2 separate regions of the Macaca mulatta genome follow, and region 1 is linked to region 2. The links are chromatin contacts, called in public Hi-C maps. All regions are on one chromosome and are shown on one strand. The core of a region is the stretch at or near the end of the contact, and the rest is flanking DNA. Distances in the headings are between cores, read along the strand shown.

Region 1 (6,974 bases), core at 2,125-4,624, 120 kb before region 2:
ACCACTGGGGGAGGAACAATGGGCCCCATCAGCAGGAATTGAACTCTTCTCTCCTCTCCTTTCTCCGGGGCACTGTTGGTAGCACACAAGCCAGGCAACTTCCTGAAGCCCCCGGCCCCACCAGTGCAGCATGAAGTAAGGGTACAGGATGGACCCTCACAGACCCAGCCTACGATGACCATCAGCCGCTCACAGAGCCCGCCACCCCCCGTGGACTGGAAGACATATGCCTCTTCAGGCCGAAGGCTGAGGTCCCCCACCCCATCCTCCCCCAGACCCCGCAGGGAACGGGGAGCAGGGACGGGGGCGTCCAGAGAGATGGCACCATTCCTGAGGTATGGGGAAGAGATAGGGAAGGGGCTCTTTTTCCTTTGGAGTGCACATTCTCAGAGGCCACCACACTCCAAGATAAGAGGAGCAGATCCCCAGCAGTGACTCTATCCCGAGACCACAGGTGTTTGGAACCAGAAGCACACCCAGTACCTTTGGGATAATGTGGTTACTTCATATGCCTTCCCATTTCACAGATGAGGCTCAGAAATGGAACAGACTTACTCAAGGTTTCCTACCATTTCACGGTAGAGCACAGACTAAGACAACCCCTGCACTCCCCTCTGTCTCTCCACTGCCCTGCAACTGGTCTGGGGCCATCCCTTGAAGGATCTGAAGTCACCTCAGGCCAGGATCAGGCTTCCTTCTATCTGCTACACAGGGAACAAGGGCACATAGACTTAGGCAGTGACTGTCATAAGGAGGATTTCAAGGCAGTCAGGGAGGAGAGGGAGCATAGGTTTCATTCAGCGTGAAGTCGAGCCCCCTGGGTGTTCTCACTGGGGAAAGACCGTCACTTCCCCGAGCCAGGGACCACACTAGATGACCCTGCCGGCCTGAGGAGTCTCCCTTTGCAGCCTTGTGATTCTCCCTTTCAGGTGCCAGGAGAGGTCTCTCACCCCATCTTGGAGGCAGCCGACAGCTGGGGACAGCCCACCCAGCCCCCAGTCCTCGTCTTCCCAAAAGGGCCGAGACCCACAGTGCACCTTGTCAGGAAAGAGGGTGGATAGATACCCCCCTGGACTCCCCAGGGGAAGGATTCCCACATCTTGGGTTCATGAGAAAACAGACAGCCAAGGAACTGATGCCCGGAACCCCACCCCACAAAGACTCCGAGACATTGAGGCCACCACCAAAGGGATATCAGCAAGAGGACTATCTCCCCTGCCTCGTTCCTGTAGCCCAGCCGAGCAACTGGGCCTCAGGCTGCCACTCCAGGGTAAGGCCAAGGGTGCGTTCTTCCAGTTCAGGGAGCCAGAGTCTGTCTGTTCTCCAACCCCTGTCCAAGACCTAACCAAGATCCCCATCCGGCTGCCCTCTCCTCACCCCCCGACACCAGGAAGGAGCTTTCCTGGTGCTACAAGTAGAAGTCCCGGGACAGAACTTGGGAGAGACCCCATTCCACTAAGGGCCGTCACTGCGGACCTGGCTGGGTCCACGCATGGGGACTGCTCTGTGAAAGTGAGGCAGGAGGACCAGCAGTTGGACATCCAGCTCATGGCAGAGGCCAAAGTGTCCCGGGACCTGGGCCCACAGGAGCAGGAGGGGCAGTACACACCTCTGCCCCTGGGCAGGAACAAGGAGCAAGCCATCTACTGTAGCCTTGAAGAGGAGATTTTGGGCAACATGAAGCTGCTAGAAGTCGGGAGTGCCTGTCTGCAGGGCACAAGGTCTGGGGTCATCCCTCGCAGTGGGGTCTATGTCCCCAGCCTGGGTGGGCGGTGGCCTGAGCCTGGGGGTCCTTATGACAAAGTCATCCAAGAACTGGCTCAGGGCCCCCCACCCCTCCTTAAAGTGGACCTGGAAGCCTGGAAGGCAGCCCCGACTGGCTCCCCTAAGCCAGCTGTTACCCCAGGACCGGGAAGCCTCAAAGGGAAGTTGGGAGCCATACAGAGTGGGCCCAGCACAAAGGCAAGCCTGAGTGCCAAGGGCACCCACATGAGGAAGGTCCCACCACAGGGAGGGCAGAACTGCTCGGCCCCTACTGCGTCTGCCAGCCCGGAGGCCCCCACACCTTTGCCCTTGGACCCCAACTCTGACAAAGTCAAGGCATGTCTAAGTGAGGGCAGGAGAACTCTCCGGAAGCCCAAGAAGGTCCCATCCATCTACAAGCTGAAGCTGAGACCCAGGATCCGGCCCCGAAGAGACCACAGGCCTGAGAAGCAGCCTTCACGAATCCCCAAGCCACTGGCCTATGTCTGCCTGGGTCCAGCCAGGCCGCCCCGCAGGGACAGACTGTTGAGAGCTGTGCTGGGCAGCAAGGGAGGGGAGGCATCCCGGGTGGACGGAGCTTCAGTAGGTGAGGAGGAGGAGGAAGGAAAGGAGAAAGAGCCAGCCGCTCCATTGGAGAGCAGGCCCCAGACTCCAGAGGACCTGCGACCTCACTGGCTTGATCAAGCTCCACTTCCACCTGAGGAGGAGTCCTGGGTCTGAGGCACATGAACGTGTCGGGGAGGAGGGAAGCAAAAAGAATGGCCATGTATACACTGGATTCACAGCTGTGGGAACAGAAGGGACGTTCCCTCATCTCCACACAGGGCCTTGGGCAGGAGTGGGTCAGAAGACAAATATAGACTCCATCTGCTCATCTGAGCAAAGGGGCAACCCACTGCTCTCACTCCAACTCCAGAGGTAGGCCGGGGCAGTGAGACCATCCTATATCTCATGACTCTCCCTCAGAACATCTCCCCACACTCCTGGCCTCTGGCCCCTGGCCATGCCCACCTGTTTCCATAACTCCCCTAAGTTATTAAACGCATGTGATTCTACCTTGAGCCCCAGCTTCTTTTTTTTAAAGTTTAGAAACAGAGTCTTGCTCTGTCACCCAGGCTGGAGTGCAGTGGCACTATCATGGTTCACTGCAGCCTCGAACTCCCAGGCTTCAAGTGATCCTCTCACCTCAGTTTCCCAAGTAGCTGGGACTACAGGTAGGTGCCATGACACCTGGCTAATTTTATTTTATTTTATTTTTTAGAGATGGGGCCTTACTATGTTGTCCAGGCTGACCTCAAGCGATCTTCCTGCCTTGGCTTCCCAAAGCACTGGGATTAAAGATGTGAACAACTGAGCCCACCTCCCCCTTCCCCCTAGCTTCTTGAGCCCCTCACTCTAGGACTGTGGTGGTGCGGGGAGGTATAGCTTCAGATGTTATCCCACTGCAGGAGATGGGGACTAGGAGGAAGGAGTTGGTGGTGAGAGAGGCTTCCTCTTTTGAGGCTCAGCCAGTCTTTACAGGCAGCCCCATCTTTCCTGGAAGTGGCTGGTGGGTCAGCACCACGGACAGAGACATCCTGCCCTCAACACACACGCTTCTGGAAGGCACCCTTGCCCAAGACTTCAAAGCTTTGCTCTGGAGTTTGGGTCCTGAGATCACTCAGGGACAAGACGGGTGGCTGAAAGTGTTCCTAACACATCTACATCCAAGAAGTTATGACTGAGAGGCTGCAAAGTCTCAGCCTTGAGTGGGAAGGACGAGACGCAGACGGAGAAGCTGGGATTCAGTCCCATTATGGAAATTTTCCAGACTGGCAGGGGAGAAGTTCTGCTTCCCTTCTGAATGGTTTGAATTAGTTGGAGGGTTTGGGGTTAGGTGGAAAGGTGATACGTCCCAAACTCTTCACCGGTGGTCTCCCTGTTGACCTGGGCTTTGGGACTGGGGGCCACCTCACCACCTTCACCCTCCTTCCACACGGAGCTCAGCAGGCAAGCCCTGTGGGGATCCCTCCCCTCCTACCATGAGGAACGGAGCCAACACCTTGGTACAGAAACAGGGGAAAACACTCCCTGATTTTTAATCTGACTTCGGATAACAGCTCAATGGGCGTCACACACACTTCCAGACCCTGTGGTGGGAAACCCTGGGAGGGGGTGGGAGGGGAAGGACAGAGACTCAGAATGGGGGTGGAGGGACCTGAAATCCAAGACCTGGGTTGAAGTGGAGGCGGGAGGGGGCCTGTCAGATGATACATTCCAATGGCTCCCACAGGGGAGCAGCCAGAGGCCTGGGCCCCCTCCCCCCACCTCAGGTGCCTCAGAGTTGGGGGTGATGGGGCATGTGAGATGCTGCCATCCCTCATCCCCTCCCTCTGGTGAACCAGGAGACAGGGGTGCAGGAGACTAAGGGGCAGGCCCTCTTTGTTACCCTCCCAGCCACTCTAAGGTGTGGGGAAGGGGAGCCACCTCCTCTGTGTCAGAGGGAGGCTCACAGAGGGCAGGTCACTTGCCCGAAGTCCTGCAGCACAGCAGGGACTAGAACGCAGGAACACTAGACTGCCCAAGGTCAAGGCGGTTGCTGTGGGGCTGTGCTACCCCCACTTGGTGGACAGAGTGGGAATCAGCCGGGGAAGCAGAATCATAGATTCCCCCTACAATGGATGTTGGTGATAAATTCCCCACCCACGACCCTTCCCCCAGACTCCGCTCCATCACCACTCTGGGCTACCTGATTTCCTAGTCTATATGCTGCAGCCTTGGCTAAGTTGGCCAAAGTGGAGTTGTCCTCTCTGCCCGTCTTATAACAAGGGACCCTGCTGTCCTCCCACCAGGCCAGGGCTGAGGGCTCAGCCTCAAGGACAGCTTTCTTTGGTCAGGGGGCAGGGGACAGGGCACCACTTCTCCCTCCCTCCAATTCCCGCATCAATCCCTTATGCCATTCCTAGAATCTTCACTATTATTGTTATTTCTAAATCGGTACAAAACTGACAGTGATCAGCTCCGGTGACGAGAGGTAGAAACCCGGCCAGGCAGCCGGAGAAAATGGGGCGGAGTGAGTTAGGGCATAGGGCTGACTGGTGTTGGGACAAGAGGGTGTCAGATCCTGAGGGCCTCCATCTGGGGCCGGCAGGGGGAAGATGCAGGTGTGTCTCCCCCAAGCACAGGGGTCCCCACCATTCTTTCCCTGGCTCTGTTCTTCCCCAGATTAATCAGGATAGTCTGAGATCTGAGGCAGGCAGAGTCTGGGGTAGTCAGATGGGGTTGAGACGGGGCAACAGAATCTTCACTGGGACAACCTGACCCCCTTCTGGGCACCATCCTGCCCACGACCAGACCCCAGAACCTAACATTCCCCAGTCTGACAGACCAGATTGCAGTATGCAGGAGGTAATAGAAGACTGGAACCTGGCATCATGGAAAAGAAACTATCCTTTGGGGGATTCCCTTTCCACACTCTGTCCAAAAAAAAAAAAAAAAAAGTTTTAACCCAGGGGGTGATCTGGCTTTGGGATCAGGAAGAGTGAGGGGCACCTGGCAGGGACGGACCATCGAGTTAAGGCTGGAAGGTAGGTTGTTGTGTCTCTGGGGGCTGCTGGGCGGGGAGGTCTCCCTGGAAGCCGGAGAGCTCAACCTTCTCCCCTCACTGATCTGGGACCTCAGCCCCCGGACCCCTTGATGGTGGTCTTTGGGCCACCCGCATCTCTGCCCTGTGCCGGTGGTGCTGACAGTCAGAAGGCCTGGCCTCACAAAGAAGCTGCCAGGATCTGCGACAAGGGGATGGACGAAATGAGAGCCCTGTGAGCGGAGCTAGGGGGGACTGGAGGGTGGGTGAGACAGGTAAGGACCAACAGACGCTTGGGTGGGCGGACATGGGAAAGGAAGACACCCGGCAAAGACAGACACATTCTGGAAAAGACAGGTGGGGGCCCGGCCAAGGCGGCACCTCGCCACCCCCACCCTCCATTGCACGCTCACCCCCATCCCAAAAGGCTGTGGCACCCCCGCGGGTCGGGCCGGGCACTGCACTAAATACAGCACTGAAGACGGCTGTCCCAGGAAGCCACGGGGGCAAGGGGCAGGGCTTAGCAGTTACTGGGGGCTCCCTCTCGCGCTTTGCTTCTCACCGGGAGATGCGTGGCTGCAGGGGCCTCAGGCCGGGACCGTCACAGTTCCATTTCCCGCCCGCTCCCCGCCCCAGCACCGCAGTACAGCCCCACCCTCCGCCCGGCCAGTGCCGGTGCAGCCCGCGGGGCGCGCAGGTGTCACATGATGGCGCAGCGGTTTCGGCGCAGCGCGCCCTGGAAGCGCAGGGCAGCGTGCACGTGCTTGCACCGGGCGCAGCCGACGCTCTTGAGCAGCTCGCTAAAGAGCAGCAGGATGTGCCAGTTGTACTTGGCCGAGCATTCCACGTAGCCGCACTTCCACGTCTTGCGCACCAGGTGCGACACGTTCCAGCGCGGGATCACTCGTCCACGCTGCAGGTCCCGCTTGTTGCCCACGATGATGATGGGCGTCTCTGAGGTGCCGATCACCCTGCGGGGCGAGGCAGGAAGCTCAGAACTCTGTCAGTCTCACAACCGCTGTACTCCCAGCAGGGCAGGCTGTGCCTGGCCAATACTACCACCACCGTATGTTCTGCTCCAGGCGCAGCCCTAAGCCCTGGAGGTGTTATAGTTTCTGATCAGCACAACTGATCTAAAAGATGGGTTCTACTGTTATCCCCATTTTACAGATGAGGACATAGGCTTAAATGTTTACTGGCTTCAAGTCATGCAGCTGAGTGGCCCTGGAAGTCTTGTTCCAGAAGTCCCAGTTCTTAACTACTGCACTACTCTAGCCACCCCCACAGCCAGGGTCCCAACATGAGTTAACAGAAATGGGGACAGCACAATGTATGCATGTTTGAGTGTATGTGTGGGAATCTTAGAACACATATACCTCTGGCTCTGTCCCTATACTGTCCCCTTTTCACAGGGACTGGCTAGCACTGGGTCATCCACAGAAGTGGCAATGGACTGTGTTCCAGCCTCTCACCTCGTCTCCAGGATCTGCTGGCGGATGGTCTTGACGTACTCAAAGCTGTCAAAGCAGCAGATGTCGTAGACCAGGATGTAGGCATGGACGCTCCGGAGTCCCCTGCAGCAGGCGTCTGCCCACTCCTGCAATATCCCCAGCCAGTACCAAGGTCAGAGCAGCCATGAGGGCTCCCC
Region 2 (6,089 bases), core at 52-2,551:
TTCTCCAAGTATGAATGAGACATGATAGGAGACAGCTTCAGCAATTATATATATTGGAAAGATTCTCAAAAATGTAAAACCAGTTAGTTCTTCCTGAAGTCCCTTAATAAAACCTTGAGAAATGAAGAATTGTATGATTATCATTTTGTTAGCAAGGGAAGAAACATAATGACTACAATCTAGCGATTGATTTTAGTATTCACATTATCTGTGTAATCTTCAGATTATCCCAGCATATGATTTTATCTGGAAGATAAATGTCTAGAGAATGTGATTTATTTAACAAATATACTTACAATAATATCCATTATTATGTAAAGGATAACGATGCCACAAGTGCAATAATCTCAAGCTATACTTTGGTGATCAGAACAAAGATGCTAAGATGAAAAATCAAAGACTCACTTGGTAAATATGGTTACAGATACACTATTTTATTCTTGTTAAAACAAATCAGGAAAACTCATCTAGCCCGCCTACTGGATGGTAACATGTGTGAGGCTCCTTCCTGACTTAATTTTTGTTTGCTAACTCTATTATCAAGCATGAGAAAAGCCATAAAGAGAGAAATAATAATCCCTTCTATGTGCTTCACGTGCAGGGAAGATATTTTATTTCCCTTGCACAATGTACTTAGTTGACCTTATTATAGTCTAAAGGATCAAAGTATCATATCAGAAGGCCAGATGCCTGTTTCGATCTATAGATGCCAACACACGTCCAGTCTTGGTTACCAGTTGTCTGAAATAAATGACCACTTATGTCAGTGAAACTCTTCTCATTTAAAAAAAAAACAAAAAGATTAAATATAAGGTCTAGTAATAGGAAACACAGACAAAGAAAATGAGAGAATGGGGAGAATTAAAAACTGCAATGGGGAGAAAAAGAACAGAAGGATACTAAACAGAATGAGCAATTGGAAATCCTCTGTTATTATAGGCAACTAGAAATTAAACCAAGTGCATAATGCACCTAATGAAGTGTATGGTCTGATGTTTAAATAGGCAATTGCCACTTATCATCACATTAAAACAAGAAACAAAATGGTGAAAAGTCTGTCTAAATTAAGGATCCAGAAAGATCAGATTAGAGGATTGTTTAGCAAAGCCTGTAAAGAAAAAGAGATCACTGCCAAATAGTGACCGTCCAGAGGAGATGCTATCCTATCCCTCTATACTGAAACTCTAATGTTTCTCTAAAATTTCTTTAAGTTCCTTCCATCCTATCTCTACACTTTCATTTCCTAATCTCCACAGTCAGACTGCTACATTTTCAGCAACATACTGAGGCAGGCTCACCAGGCAGCGCTCTCAGTTTTCCTGGTCCGTAAGCCAAGTTTCTCTCACTCTTCAATGAAAACTTAAAATAAACCAGTCACACTGAATCTAAAGTAGCTAAAGAAAAAGACTGACTTTGAGACAGCAACTGGGTGGCTAGAGTGTACAGGACAACTCACTTGTCAATGTTTATACTGTTTCTTTGGAATTCTGTACTATATTGTTTAGTTTTTTAAATAAACTTTAAAAATAATAGACTGAAACTTAAGATTTACTTCCTCTTCCTCCAGTCTTCTCTAGACAATAATATCACAAAGTACAAATGTAACCCTTACAATAACTGCCTTGACTCGCCTGTATACTAAGATACAGGTGTGCTTCTTTCATTTGAACTATTACTTTGATTTAGAACTGTTAACACAACTATGGGTAACACTTCTCCTGACAGAAAATTGGCATTTCTCTTAGGAAATACTGACACAAAGAGAACGATGGTCTTTTAACTACCATTTCAGAAAAATTAGAGTTTCCAAGAAAAAAAATTGTATTTTTTTAAAGAGACAGGGTCTCACTCTGTTGCCCAGGCTGGAATGCAGTGGCACTGATCACAGCTCACTGTAATCTCAAACTCCTGGACTCAAGTGATCCTTCCACCTCAGACTCCTGAGTAGCTAGGACTACAGGCTTGCACCACCACACCCAGTCAAGTTTCTTAATTACTTTTTTAGAGATGGGGTCTGGCTATATTGCCCAGGCTGGTCTTGAACTCCTGGTCTCAAGTAATCCTCCCAGTTTGGCCTCCTAAAATGCTGGGATTACAGATGTGAGCCACCATACCCAGCCAAAAAAGGGAGTTTCTAGAAAAAGTTTTGCTTTAAAAATTAATTTTTAAATAGAATTTCCTTGGGGTTTGTTTGGTTAGTTGGTTTTAAGAGACAGGGTCTTGCCTGTCACCCAGGCTAGAGTGTGGTGGCATAATCATATAGTTCACTGTAATCTTGTATAGTTCACTTGAACTAGCAGATGGGACTACAGTGCCATGCCACCATGCCTGCCTAATTTTTTTTTTTTTTTTGGTAGAGACAGGGGTCTCCCTATGTTGTCCAGGCTGGTCTCAAATTCCTGGCCTCATGCAGTCCTCCCACCTTGGCCTCCCAAAGTGCTGAGATTACAGGTGTGAGCCACCATACGGTACCTGGCCTACAAATAGGGTTTCTTAAGAGAGGTTCCTCAGCACAAGTTGATTTATAAAAAGTTGGCATCTAGATTACAAAGGGACACATCTGCAGCATTAAAAAAAATAAATCCTTGGCCAGGCATGGTGGTTCACACCTGTAATCCCAGCACTTTGGGAGGCTAAAACAGGTGGATCACTTGAGGCCAGAAGCTGGTATCAGCCTGGCCAACATGGGGAAACCCTGTCTCTAATTAAAATACAAAAAATTAGCCAGGCATGGTGGTGCATACCTGTAATCCCAGCTACTCGGGAGGCTGAGGCACGAGAATCACTTGAACATGGGAGGCAGAGGATGCAGTCAGCCAAGATCACACCATTGCACTCCAGCCTGGACGACAGAATGAGACTATGTCTCCAAAAAAAATAAAAATAACAATAAAAATAAAAAACTAAAAAAAATCCTTTATTCATCTTGCCTCCCAATTATGGTAAATTCTATTCTTGGAGAGACTGCAACTAAACATTCCCCACCCCTCATATCTCCTCAAAGAGCTAACCCAATTATGTATACTTTACAGACACAGATATTAAACACAAACATATATATAAAAGCAACATATGTAGATGTGTAAAAACATACTCAATCCTAGACAAATCTTTCTCTGCCTTAATTACAGACCTCTCTTCAATATGATTATTTCCTTATGGACCTGTGGAGTCTGCTGATTTTTTTTTTTTTTAATAGAAACAGGGTCTCGCTACGTTGCCCAGGCTGCTCTCAAACCCCTGGCCTCAGGCAATCTTCCTACTTTGGCCTCCCAAAGTGCTAATACTACAGGTGTGAACCACCATACTCAGCCTGAATTTTTAAAGATAAGCAATTTGTATTTTTACTTACATTACACTAACAGAATGAGTTTTACAGAGATAAAAAACTGGAATAGCTAAAATGTATTGAACATTTACTTTGTGCTATTAATCCTCATAACAACTCTGAAGTAGCTGCTACTAAAAGCCACCTATTACAGATAACAAAACTGGCTTAGAGAAGTTCAGTGACTTGCTTAGGGTCAACACAGCCAGAAAGGGATTCCTGCTTGAATCTGAACTCAAGGTCTGCATCTGATTCCAGTGTCTGAGTACTAATACTTGGTCTCCAGCATTTATAGAGCTTCCAAGACTTGTGAACTTCAACTAAGGGAAGGGAAAGATTCAGAGTAGGGGAGGATAATATAATCCAAGCATTATTTCCAGCAAAGGTGACATGTAGATTTATATACAAGGAGAAAAATGTATCCTACTTTATATATTTCAGAGATAATCATATCCTGACAGTACTTAAAGAGGCAAAGATTTACTACCTAGCTATAAAATATGATTTATGATCTATACCTGTCTTACATGCAGCAGTTGAGGATAATAAATTTGACCTCATTTTGTTAAAGAAGGAGTGAGCTGGTACAGTAGGTATGGTTAGAATAAAAATGACCCTGTAAAAAAAAAAAGACTCTCAAAGGAAATCTAGATTTAAACTGGGAGTGGAATATCACATACATAAGCTCACTTATGAGGAACCTCTCACCCATTTCCCTGTCCCTTTAAATAATTTTCACCCTGCACTCTAATTTCACTCATTTTCGTGGCCTTGGAACCTAAGAAACTTACCACTTTCCAGTTCAGTGACTTCTTCCTGCTAAGTAAATTACTATTTACAGGACTTTGACTTCCAGCAATGACCTTCAAGGTCACACACTATGAACAGATTTATGCTTCAGTTTTTCTGCTCAATTTACAATTATTTTGGCTGGTATCCCTGAAGACTTGAATAAAGTGAAAGCAGAATAACTGACCAAAATTATTATGAGGAAATACACAGGTGGTTTACATATTTTTGTTCTCTTCTAAATTAGCAATGGTTTCAAATATTGCTATCTCCTTTATAGAATGACCTCAAATGCCATGTGAGGCACAGGACAACATATTTGTTCTGAGAGTTTCCGTCATTATTATCTCCGCAAGAAGACAATGACTGCAGTACCAGTCAAACAAGTACAACTTAGAGCTTATACTTTAATCCAAAACACTGTCTAGAATGCCAATATGCCTGCTACATTACAATCTAGAATATTCCATTTTTTCCCCATCTTCTTCCTTAGAATGAGAGGTAAACTACCTAGTGAGTCAACACATCTCATTATGAAAAGAAAGTTTGATTACATGGTAACAAGGTTTACAAAAAATAAAGTTCATTACTTAAGTGGTTTAAGATATGATTTAGCAAAATTCAAGTACTCTCAAAGCCAAAACACTACAAATAAATATCGATAAACAAACAAAAGGCATGCCCCTAACCATCACAGTTATTTGGACCATGGCCTCTAAAATTTATTAAAGCAAGCTGCAACTTGAACAAAATAAAACACTTATTATCATACCACTTATGATCTCCCCATTTCTGAGAGTAAAGTATTCTCCAGCCAAATTACAGCCTTGAGGTCATCTTAAAGGAAAGTGACAAACGAGCCTTGATCTACTGGTAAACTACCAAAACAACACACAACAGATCCAGTTTTCAGGAAGTTGCTGTTGAGAACTACTTTAAACGTACACCCTTGAATAATTACCCTGTAAAAGTAGTAAGTAATACTATTAGTAGATTTAGCTTCATTTGTAGGTAAATTGCCCTCAGAGCTTTAAAAAATTTAATCTTTAAAATTCTTCATCCTAAAAGTTTTAATCTTAATCTTAAAACTTTAATCTTATAAAATTAAAAAGTAAATTTTGCCACTGAAATACTAACCCTTTTAGAATTATTAATATCTGGCACTACAATCACTGTACAATATAGAATATACGTTTCTGCTGGCCATGGTGGCTCATGCCTGTAATCCCAGCACTTTGGGAAGCTGAGGCAGGTGGATCACTTGAGGTCAGGAATTCCAGACCAGCCTGGCTAATATGGTGAAACCCTGTCTCTACTAAAAATACAAAACTTAGCCAGGCATGATGGCATGTGCCTGTGCTCCCAGCTACTCAGGAGGCTGAAGTGGAAGAATTACTTGAGCCCAGGAGATGGAGGTTGCAGTGAGCCGAGATTGTGCCACTGCACTCTAGCCTGTACGACAGAGTGAGACTGTCTCTAAATTAAAAAAAAAAAAAAAAAAAAAGTGTTTGTTATTATTAGGGGCTTACTCCATATGAGGACCAGTATTAAGTGCTTTGCAAGCCCTCTGTCCTTTAATGTTCACAACAATCCTATGATAGTAGCACTATTTGTAATCTCCACTTTGTAGATGAGGATACTAAAATTTAGAGACACCACATGGTTAAGAAATAGCAGAACCAGGATACAAACCCAAGTCTATTTGGTTCTAGAGTCTGAGTTTCAACCACTATGCTATGGTGACTGGATGAAAAATGCCATTTCATGGTTCTAAAGCACTTTTCTGTTTTTGAGCTACCTTCAAACAGAGTAGATTGATACATTATAAAAGGAAGTGACTTAATGCAATTTGGTATTCCGGACTGAATCCTGGAATAGCAAAAGGGCATTAGTGTTGAAACTGGTGAAATTCTACTTTGGTCAATAGTAACATCCCAATGCTAATTTCCCAGTTTTGGCAAATGTACCATGG

Evidence for each region. Hi-C and Micro-C count contacts between places; a contact is called where the count stands out from the background.
Region 1: a contact with region 2 is called in a Hi-C map of fetal cortical plate, with 3 times the contacts expected there. The contact joins two enhancer-like sites. A contact is called at or near these places in 4 of 14 Hi-C or Micro-C datasets (cortical neurons, fetal cortex germinal zone, fetal cortical plate and 1 more).

The regions. Positions count from the first base shown.
Region 1 is chr16:45,214,246-45,221,219 of T2T-MMU8v2.0, reverse strand. RASL10B (RAS like family 10 member B) reads right to left here. Exons shown (of 4, transcript NM_001194639.2): 3 at 6,799-6,923; 4 at 3,811-6,297. The coding sequence ends at 6,027. GAS2L2 (growth arrest specific 2 like 2) reads left to right here. Exons shown (of 6, transcript XM_001114413.5): 5 at 83-335; 6 at 930-2,822. The coding sequence ends at 2,484. Among named protein-coding and RNA genes, the nearest start is that of GAS2L2, 9.3 kb to the left of the region's middle. Within about 2 kb of position 3,374, at least 6 of the 40 cell types and tissues checked have an H3K27ac peak or open chromatin away from gene starts, as enhancers often do. A contact at or near this core is called in fetal cortical plate, where this site is marked.
Region 2 is chr16:45,088,408-45,094,496 of T2T-MMU8v2.0, reverse strand. The region is part of intron 5 of AP2B1 (adaptor related protein complex 2 subunit beta 1); the gene reads right to left. Among named protein-coding and RNA genes, the nearest start is that of AP2B1, 32 kb to the right of the region's middle. Within about 2 kb of position 1,301, at least 1 of the 40 cell types and tissues checked has an H3K27ac peak or open chromatin away from gene starts, as enhancers often do. A contact at or near this core is called in fetal cortical plate, where this site is marked.